Linked DNA regions of Zea mays: region 1 is linked to region 2. The links are chromatin contacts, called in public Hi-C maps. All regions are on one chromosome and are shown on one strand. The core of a region is the stretch at or near the end of the contact, and the rest is flanking DNA. Distances in the headings are between cores, read along the strand shown. Region 1 holds the start of LOC100285208 (lipopolysaccharide-modifying protein). Region 2 holds the start of LOC100383429 (sodium/hydrogen exchanger).

Region 1 (3,304 bases), core at 679-3,178, 540 kb before region 2:
CTGAACATGCTTTTGTCAGAAGCTTTAGAACCATCATTGAAATCCTCCCAACTCGTTCTGATCTGTCTGTTGAGTCTAATAAATAAATAAATAAAGAAAGAAAGAAATCCTAGAGAGAGAGGGAGGGGGAGGGATCACGGCGGCGGGAGCACGCACGGGTCGCCCGGCGCGGGGTCTGCCTTGGATGCGTGGAGGAACCTCCGCTGCTTGTCGTCTGCGAGGCAGAGCAGGGATGCCTCGCATGCCTCCTGCGCGTGGGGCGGCGGGCTCAAGCCGTGGTCCTGGTCTATGAGGAGGCGCGCATACTCGGTGAGCAGGTGCAGCATGTAGTCGTAGACGGCGTGCATGCGGAGGTCCTGCACGAGCCTCTGCCCGCGCCTGCCGACGCGCTCGGCCTCGTCCGGGTTGGCGTTGCCCCAGTCGACGGCGTCCCGGATGGACTCGCACATGCCCAGGGCGGCGACCGGCCAGTAGTTCACCCGGGGCTCCAGCCCGCGGCTGAAGAAGTCCTGGTAGCGCGGCTCGATGAGCAGCGCCATGGAGCCGCAGGAGAGGATGTACTTGAGGCTGACCGACCACGCGAAGCCCTCGGCGTAGATCTTGTAGCGGTGCGTGCACTGCGCCGAGAGCCTCGAGTGCTGGTAGCCGGACCTGGCCTCGTCGTCCCAGTTCTGGCGCATGATCTCGGCGCGCCACAGGGCCGTGTCGTTGCAGCCCAGCAGCGCCTCCCGCAGCGGCGACGCCACGTCCGGGTTGCCCTTCCAGTACGCCGTCGGCACCCTGTCCGCCCATCTCGTTGCCCTGGCGCCCGCCCTGATGTTCTTGAACTCGTGGTTCCATGGCTCGATGTTCGTCTCCGGCCAGCCCCAGAAGGACCAGTCAGGGAAGGGGATGTCGAAGTGGTCCCTGGTGGTGCAGTAGCGGAAGAGCGGCGGCGGCGGCAGAGCGCCGTCCCCGTGCTCGGTCCGGTTGATGGCGGGGCGGTCCATGCAGTCGAACATGAGGTCCACGTCGGGCACGCGCCCGGGGTACCGCCGCATCAGCTGCAGCAGGCTCCACACCGTGAACAGGGCGCGGCTCTGCACGCAGGCGTAGTAGAGGTCCACGTGCAGCCGCCGCCCGCCGCCCGTGATGGTGACGCGCATGGACGCGCGCCGCCGCGCCTCGTCCAGGAGCGCGCGCGTCACGCCCCGGCCCTGCCCGCGCCACGGAGCCAGGTCCCGGTGGATGGCAGCGAAGTAGGCAGGGCACTGCTTTTGCTTCTTCTTCTTGTTACCTTGCGGCTGCGGCGACGACGACGACGACGATAGCGGCGGCAGGCAGGCGATGGAGGGCGCGCACCGCAGCGCCGCGCGCGCCGGCGGCCGGCCCTTGTCGTGCGGGAACGGGTGCCACGGCGTCGGCTCCAGGTTGTGGCCCAGCAGCGTCCGCGTCCGCGACATGGCGTCGTCGTACGCCTGCGCCGACGAAACAAAATCAAACAAACCGCAACAAGCACGCGGTCAACCGCTTAAATCCTGTACCGAGTGGACGACGGCGAGGACGATCACGGCCGAGAAGGCCGCGATGGCGGAGACCACGAGCGCCGACAGAGGCGGGTACCGCATGGCTCGTCCCCGGCCTCCGGCGCCCTCCGCCGCCATGTATGTGTGTGTAGCCCGCCTGCGGATCGCCGCCCAGAATATGGACCACTGCACAGGGGCCGCACTAAAAGTAAAACACGCGCACGAATGTATCAAACCAACCAAAAGAATAAATCCGTGCACTTTCAAAAGTAGTACGTGTCCTCAATATTCGGATCTGACAACCGGCAACCGTCTGCGTGCATGCTGACCTGCATGGCCATGGCCCATGGACGCCGAGCACTCACCCGGCGGACTAGCGGAGGACGAGGATGAGTTAATTACCGTGCAATCTCACGTACTATTCGTTTGTTCCTGAATATTGGTGTCCGCAGAGCTCTGTCTACTTTTTATTTGTTTACTAGCTAGCTATTCCTATGATCTATCTGATCCGCAGGATTCTACTCCCGTCTGAAAAAAGAAGAAACAATTCTACTTCTGCTCTATTCTTATCTTTTAAAGTTTGATAGAAGGGTGTCAATATTTTCAACACAAGATTTGGTATATATACTTCGAGAAGAATATTATAAACATTACTCCCTCTATCCCAAAATAGAATTCGTCTTAGACTAATAATATATTTATTAAATAATATATGAATGTAGTTTACATGTACGTTTATATTTATTATCATTTAAACGATTGTGAATGGAAAAAATAGGCAAGAAAAAACTATATTTTAGGATAGAGGGAATATTATTTTTTTAAGAACTAGACACAACTATCACCAATTCTATCTTTTTGTGATGAAAAGAAGATGTGATATATTTTTTTATATATAAAGAAATGAGAAGGTATTGATTCTTTTGATTGGATACTAGTCCTTGGGAGGGAAGAATACTTTTTTCCCTCTCTCAAGAGGGGGACAACAGAGATGCTGAAACTACGTGCATTTATTTGTGAGCATTGGTATTTATTCGTCCACCATATTTTCCTCAGCATAAACTTGTCAGCCATTTGCAAAGCAAAGTGCTCATCAGATTAAATGAATAATATGGATAAAACTCTCTTTACTAGCCGCATCCTGTGGACCCAAATGCAGGCCTTTTTTGGCTAGCTCCATGAGAGTGAGATGTGTGGGCATGTGACAGAGTGGCTGCCCAGCGCCACACGGAATGAGCTGGACATGCACAAATGGAATGGTGGTCCATGTAGAGTTGACATGCTGGTCCAGTCATATCATCGCTTAGAAGCTACTCCACTCAAAGGTGTCTTTTTTGGGTACCTTGGACCGTAGTTTAGTTCAGACTTTATATGTCAATTATAAGGATTAATGTGGTGTTTGAGATGACTCTAGGTTCCAACTCTATTGTGGAGCTATAGTTTATAATATCAATTTAAATAGTTCTAAAAATATTTTTTAATATAAATAATAAATAAAATGACTTGTCTTCTAAAGACTTACAGCTCCAACTTTATAATTTTCTAGAGCAACCTAATGATCTAAAGCTATCTCAAACAAGACCTAAATATAAGCTAATTACGAAATTAATTGTATAAGCCCCAACAAATACACGAGACAAATCTACTTAGCATAATTAATCTACAACTAGCACATATTTACTGTAGCAACACATAGACTAATTAAGATTAATAGATTCGTCTAAAAATTAACCATGATTTATACAAACTATTTTTATAATTAACTTATGTTTTGTCTTCTTAATTGACAACCAAAACCT
Region 2 (3,348 bases), core at 306-2,805:
AGTTGCGGAAGAATTGCTTTTTCTTTACTTGAAACCTGATAATGTGGAGAAACATTTACAAAAGGTATACTTCATTACTTTCATGAAATGTAGCTTTGGATTTTATACAAACCACACAAAATGTTTTACGGGATTCCTTCGATAGTCTAGCACAGTTCTGTTAGCCTAAATTACTGAAATAGTTTGCCAAGTTCAGAAAAACAAATGTTTAAACAAAGTGGTGCTTACTCATAATTTGAATTATTTAGTTATACAAGGGTCCCTATAAGCCCCTGATACAACCCTGGAGAACACAAAGACAACTTTGTACTTGAGGAAAGCAGTTGTTTAAATGGGTTTTATAGTGAAGATAATACCCGGCTCCGGAAGGAAATCTAAGGGGTTGTTTGGTTTCTAGGGACTAATTTTTAGTCCCTCAATTTTATTCCATTTTAGTCTCTAAATTACTAAATATAGAAACTAAAACTCTATTTTAGTTTCCCTATTTAACAATTTATGAACTAAAATGGAATAAAGTGGAGGGACTAATGTTTAGTCCCTATAAACCAAACAACCCCTAAGACACAAAAACCACGGTGGTACTAAGCAGACTCACCCGGCATTGAAGATTATCGGCGGAAGTAAATATATGAAAAACAGGTCCTCGCTGAACACAAGAATGCGTGAGTTTGTCCCATTAGTAACCAGCAGGATGACGCCTCCGGTGATGAGGCCCTACATACAGGAAACAAGAACACTCAAAGCAGTGCCCACAGAAGCAAAACCACAGACACCCGGACTGCGAGAGAGCGGAGGCCGGAGAGCCCCACCATGACAAGCGCGGTGATGGACTCGTTCACCCATCGGTTCCCTTCCAGCAAGTGGCCGATGACAATGCAGCTGCAGAGCAGCGCGATGAAGATGTTAATCGAGACGATGGCGTCGTGATCCGAGACCGAGAGCCCGCCGGATTTGAGAAGAGCTCCCAAACCCAGGCCCATGTCGCCACGCCAGGAGATCCACCGCAGCGCAAAGCAACCTGGTAGCAGACATGGAGGTCAGATGGCCGCTCACAGTCACAGCACAGGACGTAGCATGGCCACACTTTGCAGGATGCAAGGAAGGAACTCAATTATTGCTTGAACAGTGCAGTTTTGGTTAATTAAACCAGCAGAACACTTGTTTTTTTTTTGTTCTAATCACCAAACAAGAGACAAGTTGAAAAAAGATAAACCGGGATGCAGAAAAGATTCAAGCTAAGCAGCATCGCGGCTACCAGTAAAGCACCCGCAATTAAGCCACGGATTAGCGGGAAGGAGCTGCAAATCCAACCAAGAAATGAACCTGTACGGCTGTGCCAACCCAAGTCAGAAGGCGCCGGCTGCGTCCGGGGATCTGAACCGCGGGGGAGAAGATCTGGACGCCGGTTTCGCGTGGGTTCGGTGGGTGATCCGCGGAGAGGGGGAGGAGGAGTGGTGGAGTCCCGCGCTGGCCATGAGGCTGAAAGCGAGGCGGAACAAACGAACCAAGGAAAAGAAAAACCCACGCGCGAGGGCAGGGCGGGCGGTCAAACGCCCACTCTCCGCCACGCGACGGCGCGAGGAAGGAGGCTCGTGTCCATGACGTGTGGGGATCGGGTTGTTTGGGCCCCGCGTGTCGGTAGCAGTTATTGGAAGCCACGCTGCGTGCTCGGGAGGGAGGGAGGGATCTCCGGAGGCAGGCCGACGTGGCTGGCAGGATGCGTGGGAGGACCGACCAGCTTGGGTGGACGACGTGGGCGCTCGTCTTTTTGGTGGGGACCACAATGACAGTGCCAGCACGGCAACGGATAAAGAAGGAGCTGAGCGGCCTTGTCGCTGCTGGTCAAGGAGAACAACCTGAACGACCACAGTGGTTTCTCTGATGTATTTTTCTGTGCAAAACTGTATGCTCTGAATTTGTAGGCGCCGGTTAGATCTTTTGAATTGAATTCCATTCTACTAATAATAATTTAGATATAAATCAATTAAGTTAATATAGTTTTATATAAAATATATCTTCTGTATATTATTGTTGACCACCTGAGAAAATATTTACGTGTTATATTTTTACCATAAAAAACATTACAGAGTAAAAATATTTATGTGATACCTTTTTATTCACCTATGCTTGTTCCGTTTCGAGTTTGTTTGTCGGTCTGAAACGATCGACAACGAATGACTGAATGAGAGATGTGTGGTCCCCGCCCCTCAGCTACGCCCACCTCAGCGGCCTCCTCGCGCGCTGCGGCCGCGCTGGGGACCTCCGCCTCGGCACCTCGCTGCACGCCATCGTCGCCAAGAACCCCAGCCACTTCCGCCTCTGCCCACGCCGTTCCTGCCTGCAGCACGTGGTCGTGGTATGGAACTCCCTCGTCGCCATGTACGGCCGCTGCGGCTGCCGCGGGGACGCCGTCAGGGTGTTCGACGAAATGGCCCTCCGGGACTCCGTGTCCTGGAACTCGCTCCTCTCCGCCTCCGCTTCGGCCACGGATGCGCTCGCGCTGCTCAGGCGGATGCTGAGCGCCGCGCCAGGCGCCGCCGCGTGCGACCACGCCACGCTGACCACCGTCCTGTCCGCGTGCGCGCGCGCTGGCGGGGGCACGGGCTCCGCGTCGCTCCCCGCGGTACACGGGCTGGCGGCGTCGTGCGGGCTCGACGCTGAGGTGTCCGTCGGGAACGCGCTGATCACCGCCTACTTCGAGTGCAGCTCCCCGGGCTCTGCGGAGCGTGTGTTCGACGGCATGGCGGACAGGAACGTCATCACGTGGACGGCGATGGTCTCCGGGATGGCTCGGGCAGAGCGATATAGCGAGAGCCTGTCTCTGTTCCGGCAGATGAGGCGCGCGGTGGACGCCAACAGGGCGTCGTACTCGAGTTCTTTGCTAGCATGTGCCGGATCACGCGCCGCCAGGGAAGGGCAGCAGATTCACGGGCTTGCCGTCAAGGCTGGGCTGGAGACTGATCTCCATGTCGAGAGTGAGCTCATGGACATGTACTCCAAATGCGGGTTGATGGAGGATGCGCTGAGGGTGTTCCGCTCCGGCCAGGATCCTGACGAAGTTTCCTTGACGGTGATTCTTGCTGGGTTTGCTCAGAACGGACTGGAGGAGGAGGCGTTCAGGTTGTTCGCTGAGATGGTCGGGAAAGGAATCCGCGTCGACGCAAACATGGTTTCTGCAGTCCTGGGTGCCTTCGGTGCTTCGGCGCCGTTTGCTCTTGGGAAACAGATCCACGCGCTGGCCATCAAGAGATGCTTCGGAGGGAACACCTACGTCTGCAACGGCCTGATCAATATGTATTCCAAATGCGGCGAGCTACAGGAGTCTATCCGAGTGTTTGACGGAACGCC

What was found. A called contact is a pair of places that touch in the nucleus more often than the background predicts.
Region 1: a contact with region 2 is called in a Hi-C map of tassel, with 2.7 times the contacts expected there. The contact joins the promoter of LOC100285208 here to the promoter of LOC100383429 in region 2. A contact is called at or near these places in 10 of 25 Hi-C or Micro-C datasets (bundle sheath, ear, endosperm and 4 more).

What each region holds. Positions count from the first base shown.
Region 1 is chr10:92,299,977-92,303,280 of Zm-B73-REFERENCE-NAM-5.0, reverse strand. LOC100285208 (lipopolysaccharide-modifying protein) reads right to left here and starts at 1,928. Exons shown (of 3, transcript NM_001358231.1): 1 at 1,835-1,928; 2 at 1,524-1,691; 3 at 15-1,457. The coding sequence starts at 1,846. The coding sequence ends at 135.
Region 2 is chr10:91,764,128-91,767,475 of Zm-B73-REFERENCE-NAM-5.0, reverse strand. It overlaps LOC100383429 (sodium/hydrogen exchanger), which reads right to left and starts at 1,555. Exons shown (of 15, transcript NM_001176080.2): 1 at 1,324-1,555; 2 at 810-1,018; 3 at 596-714; 4 at 1-35. The coding sequence starts at 980. It overlaps LOC100383629 (pentatricopeptide repeat family protein), which reads left to right and starts at 2,183. Exons shown (of 1, transcript NM_001176277.2): 1 at 2,183-3,348. The coding sequence starts at 2,183.